2 separate regions of the Macaca mulatta genome follow, and region 2 is linked to region 1. A link is a contact called in public Hi-C data. All regions are on one chromosome and are shown on one strand. The core of a region is the stretch at or near the end of the contact, and the rest is flanking DNA. Distances in the headings are between cores, read along the strand shown. Region 1 holds the start of VEZF1 (vascular endothelial zinc finger 1). Region 2 holds the start of MRPS23 (mitochondrial ribosomal protein S23).

The links. A called contact is a pair of places that touch in the nucleus more often than the background predicts.
Region 2: a Hi-C map of fetal cortex germinal zone shows a contact between it and region 1, with 2.9 times the contacts expected there. The contact joins the promoter of MRPS23 here to the promoter of VEZF1 in region 1. A contact is called at or near these places in 8 of 14 Hi-C or Micro-C datasets (CD4 T cells, blood, cortical neurons and 5 more).

Annotation. Positions count from the first base shown.
Region 1 is chr16:52,000,077-52,005,258 of T2T-MMU8v2.0, reverse strand. It overlaps VEZF1 (vascular endothelial zinc finger 1), which reads right to left and starts at 2,597. Exons shown (of 8, transcript XM_077970977.1): 1 at 2,422-2,597; 2 at 317-476. LOC144335563 reads right to left here. Exons shown (of 8, transcript XM_077971040.1): 7 at 3,995-4,136; 8 at 3,383-3,620. The coding sequence ends at 3,618.
Region 2 is chr16:52,139,978-52,145,159 of T2T-MMU8v2.0, reverse strand. MRPS23 (mitochondrial ribosomal protein S23) reads right to left here and starts at 2,234. Exons shown (of 5, transcript NM_001266488.1): 1 at 2,183-2,234; 2 at 1,476-1,646. The coding sequence starts at 2,226. It overlaps LOC144335525 (a long non-coding RNA gene), which reads left to right. Exons shown (of 2, transcript XR_013406454.1): 2 at 1,050-1,647. LOC144335527 (a long non-coding RNA gene) reads right to left here and starts at 254. Exons shown (of 3, transcript XR_013406456.1): 1 at 235-254.

The DNA.
Region 1 (5,182 bases), core at 1,348-3,847:
AGAAATGTTATTTCATCACCCAGGGTAGTAGGATATGGCACCATGAAATCTCCAGTGCCAGAGGGTAAAAGATTTTGTACTGAACAAATTAACATCGGTGAGTCATATCTTGAATGTCCTGTTAGAAGAATCATCCATCAAACATTTTAATAGCTATAGCTTTCACTTTCCACCAAGTTATCTGGAAAGCAAGCAGGTATTAAATTCTTTTAAAATATAAATTCAACAGGATGCTCCAGGAAACAAACAAGATAACTTAACTCCATATCCCCAGTGAAAATTACTTAAAACCAGAACTGATTAAGTCTATTCATACCTTTCCATAGAAAAGACTGAAATATTCTCTTTACCCATTCAACTGCTCTCGGCTCTAAATTTTAAGTTTTCCAACAAATTTCACTGCACACATTGCCAAGCCCAGGATCAAATATTTGTTTTCACACTTCTCCATCAGGTGGAAAAAAAGATTTTAATAGCTGAAAAAAATTAAATAATATAAAATCCAATTAAAAAGTTGATCAATAAACGCTTGGCATTTGTTTTATCCAGGTGAAAAAATAATTTTTAAAAAGTATTTCAAAAGATTTTTCAACCAGCTTTCCAAAGATGCGTTATGGGTTTTTCCTTTACATGAAGAACTTTTTTTTTTTTTTTTCAATCTGTATAGACACCATGCTTAATATGGTTTTTAATCACATAAGAAAAACACTTCAGTGGCCCATCAATCCCATATTTTAAAATGACTATTTGAGCTTTTTTCTGGGGAAAAGTATGTGCCACCTTTACACCAACCTGGATGCATGCTAGTTATATATCATTTCTTTTCCAATGCATTTTCAAGTTGGTTTATCACATTATTAGCAAGCTCATCAAAGTACAATAAAACAACACTGACCAGAATGAGAAAAGGGGGAAGTTCATGAATTCCATAATGTTGGGTATTTTCAATTTTAAGAAGCCCAAATATATTTTCGTAACTACTTAAAGATCAAATTGCCCACATGTGAAAAAATACGTCTTAAAACAAAAGGCCAGTCTACACAATAGGTAATTTCTGAGTTATCCAAATCCCTACATTAACTCCACTAGGATGAATCCAGTGGCTGGGAGAATAATTTTTTGAAAATTCTGCATCCGTTCCTGTTAGTTCCAAAAGGTATCAAGCGCCCCAGCTACGCGTTTGGGATTTCACCAAGTATTCAAAGGAAAATAACTCAGAGAGGCGGGAAGAACGCACTTAAAAGTGACGAGCTTCCTAACCTCCTCCAGTTCCGAAGTTTCCTCGTGAGCTCATCGCTACTGCCCACTAAATGCTTCGTTTGCAAATAGAAAGGAGTAGGAAAAAAATAAGTTCCAGCCTAGATCTGCCAAAGAGGGGTCCCCCATCTAAAGTGGGCGGGCAAGAGAATTGCCAAAACAGATCGGCTACAGTCACTTTCAAGTTTCTTGCAAAAAAGCGAAGACCAACATCCCAGAGAGTGACTCATCTGGGGGCTTTGTAAGCGGACTTTGTTTGCTCTCTCCACTTGGAGGAAACGTTCGAGGTGGGCCGAGAAAGAAAAGCGATTCGGGAGAAGGTCGGGCCTCCAAGAGTCCCGGCCCCCACCGCTCCCCCCGCCCCGGGCCGGCCCGGCTAGGGGATTCCCCGGGCTCAATGGGACGGCGGGAGAGCTGGACAGAGGGAGAAGGTGTCAGCTGCCAAGGCTCGGCTGAGGCTTGGGAAAGAAAAAATGTAAATCCAGTGAAAAAGTTTGGGGAGGGGATACACACTCACAACATCCTCCCCCCCCCCCCCGAACTGGGTAAACACGAGAGGGGTGGTGGCGGTGAGGGGGAGTGGCGGGGAACACAGGGATACCCGCTATTCGCGGGGACACGAGAGGGGGTCAGAAAGTCAACACAGGCACGCACACACACAAAAAGAAGAGGGAGATGAAAAGAGAACAAGCGAAAGATGGATGAAGTGGCGGGAGGGGACTCAGAGCAGGACCTGGCGACCTCCTCACCCCACCGTGCCGGACCGGGCCGGCACGCAGTGGCCCAGCAGCCCGCGCTATCCAGCGGCCCGGCGCCCTCCTTTCTCTGGGCCGCGGGGTGGTGACAGCGACCGGCCTCCTCCCTTCCCCTTCAGGGCGGGAGGGAAGGGTGTGTGTGAGTGTGTGTGTGTGCGTGTGTGTGCTGGGGGGCCCCCGGGTTCACCCCGAGGCCTGCTCTCTCCCCCGCACCCCGTGAGGCCGCCTCCTTTCACCTCAGCAGCCCCGCTCCGCCGGGGCGGGCGGGCGGGCGGAAAAACAAAGGGGGATTAAGGCCGGGCCGGAGAGCGGAGCCGGGAGGGAGGGGAGGAGGAGCGCCCGCCCGCCCGCCAGCCCGGGGCCCGGCCCCCCTGTCCCCCCCGTGCCCCCCCGGGGGGGCCCCCAGTACCTGGAACAGGAACGCGGTCCAGTTGGCCTCCATGGCTGCGGCGGCCGACCCCCCTCCTCCCCACTCCCCCCGCTCGGGGAGCCTCCTCAGCCGGAGGAGGCGACAACAAAGCGGCGGCGGCGGCGGCGGCAACGGCAGCGGCGGCTCCTCAACATGGCAGCGCCGAGCGCGGCCACTTCCGGTAACCTCCGGGACGCACCACCGCGGCGGCGAGCGCGGGCGGGGGGGGAGCCCCGGCCCGGCCGCCGCCGCCCCCAGTCGCCCGGACCCCCTCCGGGCGTCCCCACTGCCGGCTCGCCGCCTCGGAGCTCAGCCAGTGCCCGCTGGCGGTGGGGTCAGGGCCCCCGCGGGGGGGCTGGGGTGGGGCCCGGGGCGGGGATGGGGCGCGGCGTCCCCCCCCGCGGGGGTGTGTGGTGCTGCGGTCCGTGGCTCAGGCAGCTGTAGCAGGGGGAGCTCAGGAGAGAAGATGGAGGACGCCAGGGTCTGGCGCTGGCCCGCTGGGCACAGCTGGGCCGTCTCCCGTGACTCAGACACGGTGTCCAGCACCGTAGAGTCCCTGTCAGATCCTCAGCGGAGGGCACAGGCCACAGCGGACACCCGGCTCTTCAATCGCTCATGCACAGCATGGTCCCCACCTCCAAATTGGGGGAAGCCCTTTCGACTTCGAGTGTCTCTTCCCTCTGGCATTTCCTCCCTGGTCGGCTAAGCCCTCCGCGCTCTCGCTACGATATGCATCTCATGGCTAGATGGCCTTCCAACTCGAGCAGGGAATCCCACTGGGGTGCAGCCTCAGATCCTCCCAGTGTGGAGGGAAACACTTCCCACGCGTAGAGATGTCATTACTGGGTTATTCTTGGGTGAAGGGCTGAGCCTCCCCATCCTCCCCTTCACTCCAAGATAGGATGTGAAATTCTATCCCAACACCCCTCCTCTCCCGCCAAAAATAAAAACAAGTGAGATAGTATAGACAAGAAATTATTTTAGTCCTTTAGTACAGTCTGTTTCCTCCTTCACCCCCAGAACAAAAATCGAACTTCTGGTTGGACAGCGTCAGGAGATGTCACTGAGGTGACCCCAGCCTCTGTTTGCAGTTCCAAGTCTTCCGTGTAGGCGTCACTGCTACTGGAACTTTGTAGATGAGGAGCCTGTATGATGATGTCCTGAACATTTCTATCCTTTCCTCACACAGAGGGTAGCTACTGGGAATATCAGAGACAAGCTATTATTAAACAAGTGTCTCTAGTCCAAGACATCTCCTGTGGCAGGGAAATGAGGGGGCAGGCTGTATCAGTGATATTTTTATAAACTCTGCTTTTAGGAAACATTCTTCAGATGGACGCATTAAGACTTCAACATTTTCCAAAACCAACTGAATCTTATCCCCTCCATTTTTCCCCCTCCAGACACTTCTAATCAAGGTCACCATCTCCAACTTCCCCCATAGACAATAAAAATATGGCTGGAGAATTCTACTGTAATAGAAAACCAAGGAGATACAATAATTTGACAGTGTGTTTCCTTTCCATCCACTAGACAAGAATACCCCCTCCCATTCTTTCCTCCCCTCAGTCACCAGAATGAAGGGGCTGGAAAACGTTGGTCTGGTTCCTTTTAGAGCTGATTCCCCATTGGATACTGCCTGGAGGCCTTGGGGGAGAAGTTCTGCAGTTTGGATCAGTAGCAGAAGCAGGTAACACATCAGGGAACCGGTCAGCCTAAGACAGGAGGGGACAGAAAATGATGAAAGAGTTTCTGATACATTTATCAGCTAAATTGCTATGGGTGACCCCCATGTCTCCTGTAATGTCCAAACCTAAGGAATTAACTAAGTAAACTAAAACCTTTATGTTCTTGCTCTGACCTTGGACAATGGAATTCTTTTTATTTTCATTCAGTGGACAGCAAATCTGCTTCTTCCCTGCCTTAACTCAAGGTCTGTGATGCACTCCTGAGTTTTCCTTCTTCCCTGCATAGTCTCTCCTCCCTAGCTACTGCCTTTCAAATTGGTGAAAATGAAGCTTCAAGATTATGAAAACCAGTACTTAATGAAGACCATTATTCTAATGACAATATCACTGGGCTCTTTTGAACTTGTTATGCTGGGATCTAGAAACCCTTTCCCCAGCAATCTTTCACACAGCACCTCTGGGGAGGGGTTTCCCACTAACAGGAAACAGAGGTCAAGTGAAAACAGTCCAGTTCTCATTACTGAAGAAATAAGATTCAGAAGAATCACTTTTCTTGAGGAAAATGACTAATTCTATTTCTATCCATAAGACAAAACCAGAATTGTTGATTGCTCCTCAAACATCTTTAAAAAGAAAATTAACTTTTTAAGTTCATATAAATTTTAAACACTGAGCTACTTTCCAGAAGGAAAATATTCAGAAGTTTGAAACAAGTACTCAAAAACAATCAGTTCCAACTGTTAGAGGAATATAATGAAATCAGTATGATCAAATGCTCCATCCGTACCTAGAAGGGGCTATTTCTACCTTTAGGACAGACAATTTCTCTAACCAAACAAAAAGGAGCCCTCTCCTTAAGTGAATTTCCACAGACTATCTACTGGGGTCCAGTCAAAAGACAGATGTTCAAAGACAGTAAATTCATCTTGATTATTGTAAACAGTTTTCGGTGAGTAAATGGTATTACCTTCAGCCATGATGAATAAAGCGTCTAAACCAAAAATACAATGTGCCTACACCCACCCAAACAAAAGTCAGATCCCCAACTTGCCCTGTTCAGGTTCCTCTCTCCT
Region 2 (5,182 bases), core at 985-3,484, 140 kb before region 1:
TGCAATCTCAGCTCACTGCAACCTCCACCTTCTAGGTTCAAGCAATTCTCCCACCTCAGCCTCCAGAGTAGCTGGGACTACAGGCACCCACCACCATGCCCGGCTAATTTTTGGTATTTTAGTCAAGACAGGGTTTCACCATGTTGCCCAAAGTGGTCTCGAACTCCTGAACTCAGGCAATCTGCCCGCCTCAGCCTCCCAAAGTGCTAGGATTACAGGCATGGGCCACCATACCTGGCTCAGAAAAAAGAAAATCTTAAATAATCATTACCAATACTGACAAGGATAAAGTAAGAACTCCAAGAAACTGCTAATCAGAGTGTAAACTAAGACAACTCCTTTTTTTTTTTTTCGGTAGAGACAAGTCCTGCTATGTTGCTCAAGCTGGTCTCAAACTCCTGGGCACAAGCTATCCTCGCCTACGCCTCCCAGAGCACTGGGATTACAGGCACAAGCTACCACATTCAGCCTGTGATTTCTTCTTTATGCTTTCCTCATGTATCTAAATTTTCTACAAGTAGCATGTGTTGCTTTTAGAACAAAAGAGGAAATACTCTTGCCACTGAGCTTAAGAAAAAAAGAGAAAACGGATGCTAAAAAAAATAAACAAAGAACACATGATTTTCCTTTAAATTCCTAGTGATTTGTCTCACTCTGTCGCCGAGGCTGGAGTGCAGTGGTGCAATCTCGGCTCACTGCAACCTCCACCTCCCAGGTTCAAGCAATTCTCCTGTCTCAGCCTCCCGAGTAGCTGGGACTACAGGCACCCACCACCATGCCCGGCTAATTTTTGTATTTTTAGTAGAGACGGGGTTTCACCATATTGGTCTGATTCGTCTCGAACTCCTGACCTCAGGTGATCCGCCCGCCTTGGCCTCCCAAAGTGTTGGGATTACAGGCGTGAAACACCACGCCCGGCCTCTCTTAGACTTTTAAGCATCCTTTCATCTGAGTGGCTTCAAAGATCCGGACTACTAGATCCATAGACCACGTTCCTCCTATCTCTACTCCTGGAGAAGGCAGGCATAATGATCACCATAAGCTTGGAGTCAGAGATGTGATTCTCAGATCTGCCACCCTCCTATGTATTTAGTAATTAATAGAAGTTAGCTAATTTCCCGGAGCTTCGCAGTCTCCTTGAATAAAACGGAAACAATACTTCCTTGTAAGTTAGAGTAAGGCCTTTAGAGAATGAGATAATGCTTGCAAAAGTACAGTTCCTGGCCCAAAGCAGATGCCCAGAAACAGGCAGCTATAATTGCAATGATCTTTCAGTTGCTGGGCTCCAGATTCCAGTTTTCAGAACTTCAGTTTCACTATGGGGAAGGGGTGCTGACTCCCTAATTTGGCTAGATAAGTCTTCTCCACAGGGCAAGCCCCTGACTCAATTTCATATTTGAATTCCCAGACTGCTACCGAAACCTCCCCTTCTTAAGTTCTGTTGCCTCCTGTCCACTACAGGGCTGAGCACTCACGCTCTAATCTGATCCTCGTGGTACCAGATGTCCTGGATGGAAGCTTTGGCTTTGCCATATCGCAATCGGGGTCTTTGGAAGACGGGCTCCCTCAGCGGGGGAAAGGCGTTATATATGTCCAACCACAGAGGTTTCTCCTTCAGCACCCCGGCCCGAATCAGGTTCCGAGTCCTTAGAGAGGGAACAGAACGAAACTGGGTCATTTACAGTAGCCTGCCAAAGCCCCTTAATCAGTCTAGCACAGCTTGGGACATTAAAGGTATTACGCGGTTTGCAACACAGATAGGGGGAGGACTGCTCCCCACCTACAGGGAAGGTCTGTCCACATCCCAAACCAAACTAACAACGCTCAGGGGTTAAATCCCTCTATCTTCTTTTGTGCGTCCCACCCACGTTCCGTCACGGAAAAATTCAAGAGCGGTCTAGTCAGGCCCATCGGGCTCTTCCTCCCTTCCTCTTCCCAGAGACCTCCACTCGGGGAGAGGCGGCTGCAATAATCTTTAACATGACACATAAACGCAAGGAGAGGCATCCTCAGGTACAACTATTCGAAGCCAGAAGAAAACATGGGAGTCTCACCCAGCTCAGCCCCCGCACCCTGCAGAACGCCTCGCCCTGCTCAGGTCCGCCCCAAGGAAGAGCGTGACCAGCTGAGAACCCCAGCCTGGGGGAAGCACCCTCAGCCCACCGCGGCTCGGAGCACACACCGCGAGAAGACGCTCCCTACGGTTTCCAGCCGGCTGCCTGCCATGATCTGCGCCTGGGATCAAGCGTGACTAGCTGCTACCGGAACCGGAAGCGGCTGCTCCAGATAAAGGGCGCGTAAGTTGCTGGCCGAGCCGAGGATCACTGTGCTTTCACCACAGCCCCTGCGGGAGAGCGGCGCAGGCAGAAGCAAGTGATAGGCCGAACGGGCGCGCTCCGAGGTTACTTGCCAGTTTCAGGCAGGAGCACTCGATAGCAGAGCCAAAAGGGAGGGAGCGAGCCAAAGCCGGACAGAAATAATAAATGACCGAGCTGGGGGAGGGATTCATTATGGTGGTTGCTTTACTCTCTGTCGCCTTGTTGAGCCAACTCCTCTGAAAAGGTGGAGCCACGCGGAGGAGAAGTAGTGGGGCAGAGTGGGGGTGAGGCGCAGCCTACAGTCCTGGGGAAGCCAACAAAGGCCGAGATTTGAGGTCACCAGCTCTAGGCCCACGCTGAGCCTAATGTTGTTCAGAGTCACAGACTACGCAGAAGAAAACGAAGGCCGGAGAGGGGCCGTCACTTGCCCAGCGTCGTGCTAGATTTCGGGCCTCCGCCTCTGGCTGTGTAGTGCTCCCACTAAGCCCCTCGTCCCCGGAGTGCCACCTGCATCCACGCTAACTGGGATGCTGGCTGCAACTCGTGTTTCCCGCGGCCGGCGTCGCGGGCTACCTCCTCCTTGGAACTCGAAAAGTGAAAGTGTCCGGAACAAACAAACGCCGAGAAGGAAACGAAAAAATCTGCAGAAAGTCATCTCTCAGTGTTAAACTGTAAAAAAATATAAACTGTGTGTAGCGTATACCCTTTGACCCAGTAATCATATTTCGGGGAAAGAATCTCGTAGAAATTAAAACATCAATTCATGAGGATGTTTGCTTAAGGATCATCGTTGCAGCATTGTTTGTAGTGGGAAAAAAAATCTATCAGATGAGAAATGGCTGGAAAATTATTGTTCATACTTTCTTTGAAACCCTATGCAGCTATTAAAATGAATGAGCTAGATCCATATGTATTTACCTAGGTTAACGTACATGACATGTTTAAATGAAAGACGAAGTGGCAAAGAAACATGTTTAATGGAATCTCAACGTGTTAGGAAAAATAAAAGAAAAAGAAACACCTCTATATATGTTTGTGTTTGAGGATAGAAATTCTGCAGAAGGACACCCAAGGCTGTGAACATGGGGTATCTTGGAGTGAAATTGCAGGCAGGGAAGGGAGAATTTTTTCTTCCTTTATACGTGCTTCAGAGTGTGACTTGTAAAGAGATGGTATTCATATTTGAACTTTTAATCCAATGAATGTTTTGAATCACACACAATGTCTCCTGGGAACCTAGTCAAGTCATGCTAGAGTCCTCCCACTCAGAGGCTGGTGAGGGGGAAGAAGGGACTGTTTGATGAGTACTTACTACTTGTGTGTGTTATCTTACTGAATCCACATACCTTCCCATAAGGTAGCTATTAACATCCTCATTATAGATGAGAAAGCAAGGCCTCAGGAAGTTAAACTTGTCTGATAAGCAACTGATAGAGCCAGCCTGTGGGGGCGGGGCAGACAGGGCCCTTTCCAGGACCTCACACTGCTGCCTAAGCTATGCCTAAAGCTGGAGGCTGGTAGGCTCAAGAGCCCAGCAGAAGGCCGCTCCCCCGCCCCCCTCCCCACAACACACACACACACACACACACACACACACACACACACACACAGAGCAGGAATCCAGTGATTTGAGGCCCAGGGCTAACCTGTAGTGGATTTCACTGCTGCCTCCAGATCCTCTGTAACAGAGAAGAGATAGCACAGCTCTGGCCCCAGGCCAAGTGTAAAGGCTGTAGTCTCCCAGCCCTCAGGAGGTCTAAAAGGCCATGCTCTGGGGAGAGTAAACATGCTTCCAGCTAAATATAGTCTTCCCAGGCCTCCTAACAACTTTCTAATTCTGTCCCAGCCAGCACTATCTGCCAGCCCAGATTACAGGCACACTTCTCTTCTCCCACCAGGAACTGCTACTGTAGGTTAGTGCAGTCACTGCAGCTAAAGAGTTAAAGGGTTTATTCTAAGAACAAGGAGGGGGAACAAAGACACAAACCCTCAATAGGGGAAGAACTGCAAGGCAGAAATGTTCTCTCTAATCTTGGGGTGGTCCCTTCCTCTTCCAATCCTTTGAAGTTTGCCTTTCCAGCCTGCTTCTATGACTGAGAGCAGAATATTGGTGGGCAGACTGTAGGTACTTTTGGGATAACAGCCTTCCGAGGCTGCACAAGAAGTACACACCCAAGAAGCATTCATTCATAATACAGGAGGGAGTTGTTGGGCAGCAGGGGGCAGGCAGAATGGACATCTGAGACTGTCTTCTAGAGTAGGGACCACAGCCACCCAAGGCTGTGAGGGGCTGGGGCACTTACACCATGCACTACCATGCTGCAGGAAGTACCAAGGAACCTCAAGTGTCTCATTCAGTCGTTCAACCACCTGCTGCCATACGTAATGTCCTGATAATTTTACAGATAAGGAAGTGGTGCTTGTAAACTCTCACAAAGGCCACGTTCCTTCCACTACAACACCACTCAGCCTCATATTAATCCCACTGTCTCATTGTAGATGTGCCCACTAATTGCATCACTCTGGGCAAGCTACGTAACTTTTCAAGCCTCTGTTTCTCCAACAGTTAAAATGTGGAGCTGGGCTCAGTGGCTCGTGCTTGTAATCCCAACATTTTGGGAGGCCAGTGTGGGAGGATTGCTTAAACCAGGAGTTCAAAACCAGCCTGGGCAAAATTAGCCAGGTGTGGTGGTGCATGCCTGTAGTCCCAGCTACTCAGGGGACTGAGGTGGGAGGATGGCTTGAGCCCAGGAGTTCAAGGTTGCAGTGAGCCATGATCACACCACTGCACTCCAGCCTGGTCAACAGAACTGAGACCCTGTCTCAAAAATAGTAATAATAATAATATGGATGGCAGTGTCAAC